Regions from separate parts of the Gossypium hirsutum genome. Here all the other regions are linked to region 2. A link is a contact called in public Hi-C data. All regions are on one chromosome and are shown on one strand. Each heading gives the region's core, a stretch centred on a gene start, on an enhancer-like site or on the middle of the called end of the contact. The rest is flanking DNA. Distances are from core to core; before and after follow the strand shown. Region 1 holds the start of LOC121208529 (probable polygalacturonase). Region 2 holds the start of LOC107896646 (topless-related protein 2). Region 3 holds the start of LOC107896643 (eukaryotic translation initiation factor 3 subunit J).

Region 1 (3,638 bases), core at 1,118-3,617, 140 kb before region 2:
AGAGAATGTAATAGAAATATGATTTTGAAAAGAGGCATATCTTAAAACAACTTAATTCTCAATATGAAAAAATATATATATCAATGATCACGAACCTGGGACTATACCAACAGTATATGGTGATCCTGGCGAAGCATAGACCGTTATGTGATGAATGTGCACATGGCTGCATAACATCCGAGTAGATAAATTTTAACTTTCTTGAATGGGCAACGGATCAAATAGAAGTTCTAAAGCAATCAGAAAGGTATTCAAACTAACCTGCAATAGACTGGATGAATGTTATATGCAGGTGCGTTAAGGAAAGTAATGTTCGAAACAAGTATAGATTCAGAAGACACAAATTCCACAAGGTGAGGGCAGCTGTAGTTTAAAGAATGAGACGTGAACCATTCCCACCAAACTGAGCCCTGTCCATCTATAGTTCCATTATCACCTAGTGCAACAAGCAAGTGTGAGTTCATCTGCGACTCAACCAAGATTCTAATGAACACAGTTAAGAGAAAATCGTACCGGTTATTACGACATCACGCAACATATACCCATTTACCAAACTCCGATATCTCTTTCCAGGAAGTTCAGTTCCTGGGCCATAAGATGGTAAAGGTTCAACAATGTCCCAATGAGATGGATCCTTCAGGGCCAAAAATGGTTCTTAGTAATAAGTTGGTTTCTATTGGAGAATCATACGTTAAAATAAGATGGAAAACAAAAATACCTGAGATCCAAGAATCACTGCACCTTTTTCCAAGAAGAGAGTGAGATGGCTTGTAAGATTGAAACTTCCGGTAAGCCATCTTCCCGGCGGCACATAAAGTTGTGCACCACCTTTGTCAGCAAAAGACTTAAGATAGAAAATGGCATTTTGGAAGGCAATGGTATTCAAGGTTTTGCCATCTCCAACAGCACCAAATTCCAATATGGATACACTATGTGGTCTTGAGCGCAATGTTAGATTAACATCACACAGCCCATTGCTTTCTTCTCCATGGATTTTGATTGCATTGCACAATGCCAGCAGCAACAGCAATGCCACCTGAGGCACAATGTTAAAATTCAGACACTAATGGAGATAACTGATTTAGAAAGAAGAGAGGAATATGCAGTTAAAAAGGGGGAATTTTCACATCAAGGATACAAGACAAGAACAAAGAGAACAAAACCCTTAATAGCTTAAAAAAGCTCGAGTACATAACAAAATTTATGAGTAGCAAACAGTATCAAAACTAAGTATAAACATGTCAAAAAGGATACAAATGGTAGCAACAAAAGGTAGCTATGCCTTGTAATGCTGTAAGGCCAAAAAGAGGAAACATCTAGTCAGTTTGTCTAAACAAAGAAAAATGCAAACTTTGGACATATTATATCAAATATGATGAATTAAGGATGGGTGATTGTCCAAATCAAATCTAGTTTATTGAGGAGTCAAATGACTAGGAAACTGAAATAAAGGAATTACAAAGAGGCATTAAAGCAAACACATAAATTGCAGCAAAAAAAAAACTATTGAACCGTTTCAATGTTAAAAGAATGATCTTATAACTCCAAAACCAAGGAAGATGGAGAAGTTAAAAAGTTTCAGATTCCAATCAAACCAAAAGTCTGGTAACAAAAGGGTTGTAATATCAACTAAAATTCCACAACTTCAACAACAGAACACAAAACAACAAGTAAAAATGAAAGCTTCACTATCATCAGAAAACTATTGAATATGTTTAAGTTGTATTATCATTTACCACCATATCCACTTAGGAAAAATCCCAGAAAAGTTGTCAGTTTTATTAATCTTCAACAAATCTTCAAATCTTTCAGATTTTCAATCCAAAGAAAAGAAAACAAATCTCAGTAAAAAGAAACGTACTTACTGGCATCTTCATATGTCAACGGACTCAGTTAAACTGAGCTGAGAGATACAAAGCAGTGAAGAAGAAGAAAAGCTGATACGGTTCAAACAAACGGTAGAAATAAAACAAAAATAGAAGAAAAAGAAGCACCGCAAAAACAGGCAGCTTTCTGTAAGCATATGAATTATTATGAGCATTAATCATATATAAAAGACACCAAAATTTTAGTATTTTTCTTTTATTTGGACTCAGAAAACGGTTTCAAGTAATATATATATGACAGCTTTGGTTTTTTTTTTTTCAATTTCCATGCATTTGAGCAGTGTAACCAAGAGAATAATTGTAATAAATTAGCATAAATGCCACTAAAAATATGATTAATAACGTCTCTCGCCGACAATTTTGTTTGATATGACCCCTCTCACTCCAGTGAACCATACAGTAACACAGGTGTTGTGCTGTGATTTCTTGCATTTGTTAAGAATAGTATTAGGAGGAAAACATAACAAAAGTGGGAAGTGATTGGGTAGATTTTGAGATTTATTTCGAGACATAAGTTAAAGTTAAGAGGTGGGTTTTGTCAGTATGTTGGGGGAGATAATGACCCAGATCGACACGTCAGAGGGGTAGGATGGAAAATGTGTGCAACATAAGGTGAGAGAATACATGGGGCATTGAGACCGCATGTGGGTTGACAGGGTAGAGAGGGGTAAAGTAGGTCCCATGTTCAATCATGGCGAAAATGCTAGCCTGGACTCAATCACTTGACAGAACATACCACACCACAACACAACCCATTAAAGAAAATTTTTTTTTTCTAAAAACTTAAAAACTCCCATTTTTTGAGCGTCAGTCATGCTGTGATTTCGGGTCCAGTTTTTGCCAATTAGAGTAACACTGACAATGTGGCAGCTTTCATTTATACCAAACGAAAAGAAAAAGATGATTTTATTTTTTAAAATAATAGTTCAGGTTTTTAGTTTGGGAAAGTGGTGAAGAATAATTGGGAAAATGGAATCTTTTAGGTGGTATTGAAGTTTTCTTTGAAATTTTAATGAAATTCTGGAAATTAGTATATGGCTTTTAGTCTACTTAATAAATAATAATGAATTAAAATTAGCCCACCAAAGAAAGAAAAAGGCAAAATATATGGTCAGTTTGCTATATTATATTCAACTTCTGCTCTGTCAATATGAGAATTGGTGATTAAGAAAAATGGCATATATGTTCCTTCTATGAATAAGAAACCATGTTTTATATTTCTATTTGACTGTATAAAATATACCTGGGGAATGACTAAAATGATTAATGGTTGGGTAATATCTCTTAAATGATATTCTAAGAAGGTGACAAAGTGGGAACATGATATAGGAAGGTGTAGATACATCTTTCATAAGCAGGAATGGGATTTTTCTGGTTTAGGGCGCATAGAGAAGTATCAAAATTTATGAGAGTGTAAGTTCGTGAAGCTCATTAAATGTAGGATTTGTTTGGTGATTGGTGGAAGGATGGATAAGGAGGAGAGTCTAACTACCCACCGTGATTGGGACATCTCTTCAACATCATCACACGTATTCCCAATGGTTTTTTTTTTCAATTAATAAAAGGCATAATGAGCTATTCCACGTTCAATTTTATAAAAAAAATCATTTTATTTATTTATTATTAAAAAATTAATAAAACAATAATAATAAATAAAAAGTTGATGAAAAATATGAAAGAATTTTTTATTGTTTAATTTTCATTTACAATGTGTTATTTATAAGCCCCTCTACATTCAATTAGTAAATGTAT
Region 2 (3,634 bases), core at 597-3,096:
AGAAAGCACAAAGAATAGATATATGTCCCAGAAAAATTTACTCAAATGAATATAATATCTGAAGGAAATATATGAAAACTGAAAAGTATTGCTCCTTAAAGATGTTTATTCGACTACCATGATGAACCTGACAGCCAAAATGTCAACAACAATAAAAACATTAATGTTACCTTGATTTTGAGGAAAAGGCAAGGATGAAGCAGAAGCAGAAGCAACAGCGAGGGCAGATTGGACTGATGAGGAAGGATTGACATTTCCCATCCAGCCAGCTAAAGCAGTAGGATTAGGTGGAAAAGACTGCAATGCCATAACATGAGACAAAAAGCATTCTAAGTTCAGTACTAGATACATGCATCAGGAATATCCATGATTCAAGACTATAGTAAGCATTAGGATCATACATGTGCTCCTACTGGAGCATATGTTGAAGGTTTAGCAACTGCAGCAACTGGAAAAGTTACTGGAGTAGGTGCACGAGCTCCATTTGGGGGTGAACAACTGTGATCAGTGAACAAGGTTTTTATATCTGGATTAGGCTTAGGGTTCTTGCACAGCTGGTGTTGCCAGTTCAAACTGCAAATAAACAATCAGTCAGATTCAACATCATCCATACCATAAATACGACCAAATTTTCATGTAACGATGGGTAAAAATCACCTTTGATTAATTAGAGTTCGCAACCGTGATGCCTTCAAAGTAGGGAAAACAAGCTTTTCACGAAACAAGGGATTTGCTTCTATTAGTTTCTTAAGCTCAATCAGCATTATGCTCCGAGCCGATTTAGTATCACCATACTTTGATAACTGCTCATTTTCCCTACATTATATCACAAACAAAAAACTTAGGAAGTCTTAAACTGCCTATAATTTTATATCCAATACCAACCTTCAATCATTACCTAAAGTTCCCCAGTGTTAAAAGGTGGGTAATTTCCTTAAAAAGTTCTTCATTAAATGTGGAAAAAACCTTCAAATCCTTCACTAAAATCTCAACAGCTTTAGCTCTATCATTACTGAAACACAACAAAAAAAATGTCAAAACAATATATTATTATACGTAATTACAACAAACCCAATCTCATTGGCATTAACTAAGCAAAAAAAAAAACAAAGGGAAACAGAGATTACCGGTCCAAAGCTTCTAGATACTTCTGCTTTCTGATCTCAAAAAAAATCTTCATTGAATACCGGTTATCGTCGACTTTAGTGAACCCAGATAGGTATTTCTCAACTTCGTCCCATTCTCCGGCGAGAATTTTCTCTTCGAAGTATTTCATGTTGAAGAAGAACCCTGACTCTTGCTCTAATCTGTGAGCTCCACCACAAAAAACGACACAAAATCCAATTAAAAACGACAATACCAAACATATATACATATATATGAAAAATGAATTTAAGAGCTTACCTGTGAACGGTCTCTTTAAATTTTTCTTCTTCAAGGAACTGGAGAATCAAAAACACTAATTCTCTGCTGAGAGAAGACATTTCTTCCCAATTACTTTGAACAAAAAAAAAACTTAATCAATCGAGAAATTGAGAATTTAAATTAGGGGCTAAGGTTTTTGATTTTGACCAAAAGAAATATAAACAGAGCAAAAGCGAGAGAAATGAAGTCTGAGGATGAGTGAAAGGTAAATTGAAGAAGATGAAGAAGAGGTGGTTGAAAAGACGGCGTCTCTTGTAAGTTAGCGGCTGGTGGTGGTGTTTAAGGTGAGGAATCGGTCGTACTTTTGACAGATTTCTAGGGTTAGCGGTTCCAATTTCATGCTTAGCGTTCAACGAAAACAGTAAAAGAAAAAAAAGCTGCCAAACCAATAAGAAAAAGAAATTGAAAAAGCGAAAAAGATAACGAAGAGAGAGAAGTTGAGTTCTTTTAACTTTTTTCGATGCATTTTTTGCAGGGTATCTGCGATACACAACAACCTATCACTTGATAAGTAAGTCAACTTATCACTGGATTTGATAAGTTCAAATACTTATGACTATCCTGAAACGATTACGTGGGGTTAAACTGATTTTTAGCTATTGCTGTCTGCAAACGGGAGTTTGTAGAACTGGGTTAGGTGATTACGTGGATGAAACTTAATGGTTTGTTGGAAAAGTTATTGAGTGGGTTGTGATGTAGAAGTTGATAACTTTTGGATTTGCGTGGTTTCTAACGGAACTGAAAATGGGAAATTAAGTGGATTAAATAAAAGATACTAAAGTCCACCACATCCATCTGCCGTTCCACTGTCGGTTAAAGACTCACGTGTCACACTTTGACACTGCAGTCTGCTCGACAACTTAAATTGTGTCAGGTTCTATTTTTTTATTTATCTCCTCAGAAATTCTAGAATCGGAAGCTTCCAATAAATTAAACTAGGAAATTAAGACTTAAATATACCCTTGATGTCATAAGTTAATCGTGGTAAATTTGAAAACTTATTAAAATATTTTGTATAAAATTAATAAAATTTTAATTTATGATACAATAAAATTTAAATATTTATTTTTAATTTATTTGATTACTTCTAATACTATTCTTTTTCCTTTTCTTTATTATATATATTCATATGGTAATGTACTAAATTATAATATATAGGGAAAAAAATAATTTATGGTGTTTTAGGATAAATAGTGGAATTTGTTAAAATAGTACATGAGAAATGAACATAATTGTTGAAAATAATTGATAATATTTTTTTATTTAAATTTATTTGTCTAGTAAAATACTTAGGTGGTGCTATTAATTTTTTATTTTTTATTTTAAAAGAGTTGGTTGCCATTATTTATAACATCAATTCAATTAAAGAGTTTTATATATTGTGTCAACCCTTATTTAGAGCAGTGGTTGGAATTTCCATCAATAACTTAGATGATATGAGTTTTAGCCTTGACATCCTCTCTCCCAATATTGTATTGATAAAAATAAACTATATCTATATTATATTACCAAAAGAAACTATACCTATATTACAATAAACTATATATATTAGAGTATGTCACACTTATAATGAGAGTGTAAAAATTATATAAAATGTTGATTAAAAATTTATGTAATAATAAAAAAAGTTTAAAATGACAAAGTTGAATATTCATAATAAAGGTATCTTAGGTTCAAATATCTTTAATCATAATAATATCTTTAAAAATAGTTCTCATAATAATATAACTTACTTTGTACAATTAATCATTTTTAATCATTTTTCAATTAAATTAGTGTACAATTAATTTATAATACTAATTTAATTGGAAATTTAAATAATATAAATATATCTTTAACTTGAGAAAAGAAAATCGAAGTCCAACGAAACCTTAAACACTTGATATCAAGCACGTCATCAAGATTGTGAAAAATAAAATAAAATAAAATAAAATAAAGAACACACAAATTTTACGTGGAAACCCTTTCGAGAAAAATCCACGGGCAGAGGAGAAGAAAATTCACTATGTCGAAAAATTTGAATTCAAATACAAAAGGAATAGACTATGTCTATTTATAGGCTTGTAAAGCCATATTCTAGTAGGATTGAAACACTTTATCCTAATCAATATAAAATAGATGGAGTTTAATAAGGTTTAAAAAACCTTATTCTAAAATAAAATAAAAGAAGTCTAGTTCTATATAGATTTTACTTTTATTTTATTTTCCA
Region 3 (3,980 bases), core at 977-3,476, 160 kb before region 2:
ACTAATAAACTGTACTAATTGGCACAACCAAAAATTCTAGAAAAAAAATTAATAGATAGATATATGAGTCTAGTTTCAGGAAAAATTTACGGATCTTAATTTCGAGTTTTGGAACTCGAGATATGAATTTTTATGCGACTGTGACGCAGTTAGCCAGCTTGTCTGGAAATTTTAAAAATAAATTGTTTGAGCTATTTAATTAATGAATTAAGTTTGTTAACACCTCATGCTCGACTCTGGCGATGGTCTCAGGTACGGGGGCGTTGCAGTCCGCCTCCAGTAACACACCGGAAAACACTATAATATAACACGATAGTCCATAACGAATGCAGGGGCTCGATATATTGAGTGAACAAGAGATATACATGAATCATCATCACCCCTCAAATTGATCTCGTACCACACGTAAAAAACCTATTGGCATGCCAATCATACTCTATCTTACGTTCATTTGGCTCAGGAGATATCAACAGTAATCAGTACTTTAACAATCTATTAATTCAATTCTCTTTATATGATATCAATACATTAACCAGCAATCAACAAAATAAGTTTAATCATATATATATAACGTATTAGAATTAATTGAAAAAACTTACCAAACTAAACTACAGCAATAACAAAAGTACAAGGGCTATTCTGCAACTTTCTATTTTTCTCGATTTTCAACTCGTTCTTGATCTAGAATAATAATTACACTCAATTAATCAATACCAATAGAAAAATTAACTCATTTTATGCTAATAAGTCCTTTTATACATTTTTACAAAATTACCCCCAATATTTTACCTTTTATGCAATTTAGTCCCTAGGTCCAAAACTTATAATTTAACCATTTCTAACAAAATAAGTTCAGACGAATTGTTTAATACTTCCCTCCAGCCCATATTTGATGTTATCTCACATTAAGTCCTTGTAATTTTATTACTTTAACATTTTAGTCCTTAAACATTAAAATTATTAAAAGTTACTTTATGAAATAGTTCTATTTAACAATCAAGCTTAATAATCTTCCATAAAACTTCAAAAACATACTAAACTCATCAATATAATCCACAACATTTAACAATTTTACCAATTAGTCCCTGGATTAGCTAAATTAAGCTAATATGAGCTCAAAAATATGAAAATTACTAAAAAGGGGGAAGGTTTACCTACCAAATCAAAGAGCCCTAGCTTGGCCGAAAGTGTTCTCTCCCTTGTTATGGTGTTTCTGCTAAAGATGGTAAGTTGGAGGAGATGATACCTTTTAATTTTTTTATATTTTATTTTACTTAATTGATTTGTCAATTTATTAAATTAACCTTTAATTTCTAATGAAATTTCAACTTCAACTTCAACTCACCTAAACCGTCCACTATCTTAACTAATGGTATAATTACCATTTAAGGAGGGTTTAATTTCACAATTGGTTCTTCAATTATTTTAAATTTTTAGCAAAACAAAATTAATTCTAATTTAACCCTGAACTAATTAGGACTTAATAAGGAAATAGCCCAAAAGCTATTTGATTAATCATTCCACCATCGCTTGGACTTTTTGACCATGGTTTAATCACCATTTTGGTCCCTTTACTATTTTAAAACTATAGCGATTAATTTTTACCTCTTTTACTATTTAATCCTATTTAATTAATTAACTATATGAACAATAAAATTTTTTAACCAAAATCTAATAAAACCCTAATGACCTCATAAATATTAAATAATTAATATTTATGGATTGATACGTCATAGTTATGATCTCAAAACTATTGTTTTTGACACCACTAAAAAACGGGATGTTAAAGAACAAGTAAGTAATATCCTAGACTTTGCCTTAGAGAAGTAATTTTAAGAGGAGGCTGTGTAAGGACTAAAGCACGAAAAGCATCGATATGAAACTTTGTGTAGTAAATTTATTGTGTAGGCGTAAAATATAAATGTACTCAATCAATTAAAGATATGAAACTTTTTTTAGGTTTTAACTAACACTAAGATATTATTATATTAAATCTTATTTGGAATATTGGTTAGAAATCACTCATCCCCCTTTCATTGGAATGAACATCTTAATCTTAAATTTATAGATAAGATATCTATAAACAGGGTTTCCCGGTAATCCCGATTTAACCCGAATGGGCCAATTAGTGGGCCGATAATCTTAGTGGGCTTTAAAAGCCGTCAATTTAAAAAATAATATTTTAAAAGGAAAATATAAAAGCCCTAAAAATATTAATCTTCGTTAAGTCGGTATTTTGGCGTCTTAACTCTAACTGAGAGAAAAAAAAACAAAGCCAGCCAGATTAAAGCATCTCTTCTACTATAATTATATCAAGGCAAGTAATTTCCTCATGGATTTATTGTCAACTTTTCTCTTTTTTTCAAAACTTTTTTTGTCTGAAGTTTTTTTTTTGTTCAATTTCTGGTATTCAGGATTGTTATTCGATTCGATAAGTTAAGAGTAAATGGAGGACTGGGGTAAATATTTTTTTCTCAATTTCGATAACTTGTTTATTCTTTTAGTAAGAATTTGATTGATAACTAATGTCCGAATTTCCTTTTGTATGTTTTATTGTGTACGAACTTGCATGCGGAGGCTTTATTTTGACTAGTTTGATTACTGTATGCTTTTTCTTTCGTTTTTTTATGGGGTTGAGGTTTCTCAAAGCTGACTGCCTTGAGTAAGGGTTTATTAGGGAATCGGTTGTGGTGTTGCATGGTGGAAAGGATTAGATTACAGAGAAAACTGAGTGGGTTTTCTTTTTTCAAGCGGAAGCTTAGCGATTCCAGCAACATGTTGGGAAGCTAGACCGAGCTTTAATTTTAGTGATTCACAAGTGCTTGTTCTCAAATTGAGCTCAAGCCATTGGCTGACGGTTGGCCCATTCTTACCTAGGAGGTTTAAAGTGCAAAGAGTTCCACACTACTTTAAAGCAGCTTCAGTTCAATATACCTTTCATCTGCAAGTTGTTAATTAGTACTAGAACTATGATATATTTTAGTAATTCCAGATCCTTAACTGAAGAACCTGTCATACAATGTCCTTTTTATTTTGATCTGCTGCTTGTCCTCTTTTTCATTTTTTTTCCCACTTTTGAATGTTATTGTTGTAGAGGATGAGATTCCACCTATCCCTGCAAAGAAGCTGCCTAAAAGCAAATGGGATGATGAAGATGTTGATGATACTGATGTTAAGGAATCATGGGAGGATGAGGATGAAGATGAACCTCCTCAGGTATGATGACTTCCTTATTACTAGGTATTAGTCAGTTTAATAGTATTTACTGCTAGAGCTTTTTTCTGAATATCATTAGTTCTGTTGTCTTAAAATCTATATGATGCAAAATATCAAGTTTCTACCACCTAACCATAGGCCAGAAGATCTGGTTACTAGTGTCTATTGTTAGTGTATTGGTCTGCTAATGTAATTTTGAAAGTTATAAGCTCTTTTTAATGACAAGTTATATTCTAAATTTGGTTTTCATGAATGTATCTCAGGGATAGTTGGATGGATACATACTAGGATAAATACTGTAGTAGGATCTGGTCTTAAGTTACCAACCAAAATTGAATTTTGGATTTGATGTTGTAAATTTTGTTAAGATGAACATCAATCATTTCTTGATCTTGTAAGAATTCCTTCTCGTGGCTCATTATTTTCCTGTCTGCATCAGTCAAGTAATCTGATTGATGATGTAGAGTGATAGGATTTGTCACATTGTGGAACTTGAATCCTTGAATTGCTTGATGACGGTCAGTTTCATTCCATCAAAGATCCTTGATATCATGTTGCTTTGTGTTTCGTTTCTTCTAGCTAGCCTAGCTGGACTGATATATAGATTGAAAGAATTACATAAGTAAAGTTGAAAATTTTCACATAAAGGAACCACCCAGGTCTTGATCTATGTATAGAAGATTTCCTGGGGTGATGGAGTGACTGTAACGTGAATGAATAGCTCCTTATCCTATAAAGAGAGCACATTAAGGCTTACAGTTATC

The links. A called contact is a pair of places that touch in the nucleus more often than the background predicts.
Region 1: a Hi-C map of leaf shows a contact between it and region 2, with 2.8 times the contacts expected there. The contact joins the promoter of LOC121208529 here to the promoter of LOC107896646 in region 2. A contact is called at or near these places in 21 of 34 Hi-C or Micro-C datasets (anther, callus, cotyledon and 5 more).
Region 3: a Hi-C map of leaf shows a contact between it and region 2, with 2.8 times the contacts expected there. The contact joins the promoter of LOC107896643 here to the promoter of LOC107896646 in region 2. A contact is called at or near these places in 13 of 34 Hi-C or Micro-C datasets (cotyledon, hypocotyl, leaf and 2 more).

What each region holds. Positions count from the first base shown.
Region 1 is chrA10:98,580,443-98,584,080 of Gossypium_hirsutum_v2.1, reverse strand. It overlaps LOC121208529 (probable polygalacturonase), which reads right to left and starts at 2,367. Exons shown (of 6, transcript XM_041079396.1): 1 at 1,866-2,367; 2 at 719-1,036; 3 at 514-634; 4 at 262-436; 5 at 96-166. The coding sequence starts at 1,877.
Region 2 is chrA10:98,439,570-98,443,203 of Gossypium_hirsutum_v2.1, reverse strand. LOC107896646 (topless-related protein 2) reads right to left here and starts at 1,846. Exons shown (of 24, transcript XM_016821862.1): 1 at 1,405-1,846; 2 at 1,128-1,307; 3 at 899-1,012; 4 at 658-816; 5 at 402-573; 6 at 171-297. The coding sequence starts at 1,484.
Region 3 is chrA10:98,603,597-98,607,576 of Gossypium_hirsutum_v2.1, reverse strand. It overlaps LOC107896643 (eukaryotic translation initiation factor 3 subunit J), which reads left to right and starts at 2,226. Exons shown (of 7, transcript XM_016821856.2): 1 at 2,226-2,317; 2 at 2,415-2,459; 3 at 3,095-3,216. The coding sequence starts at 2,447.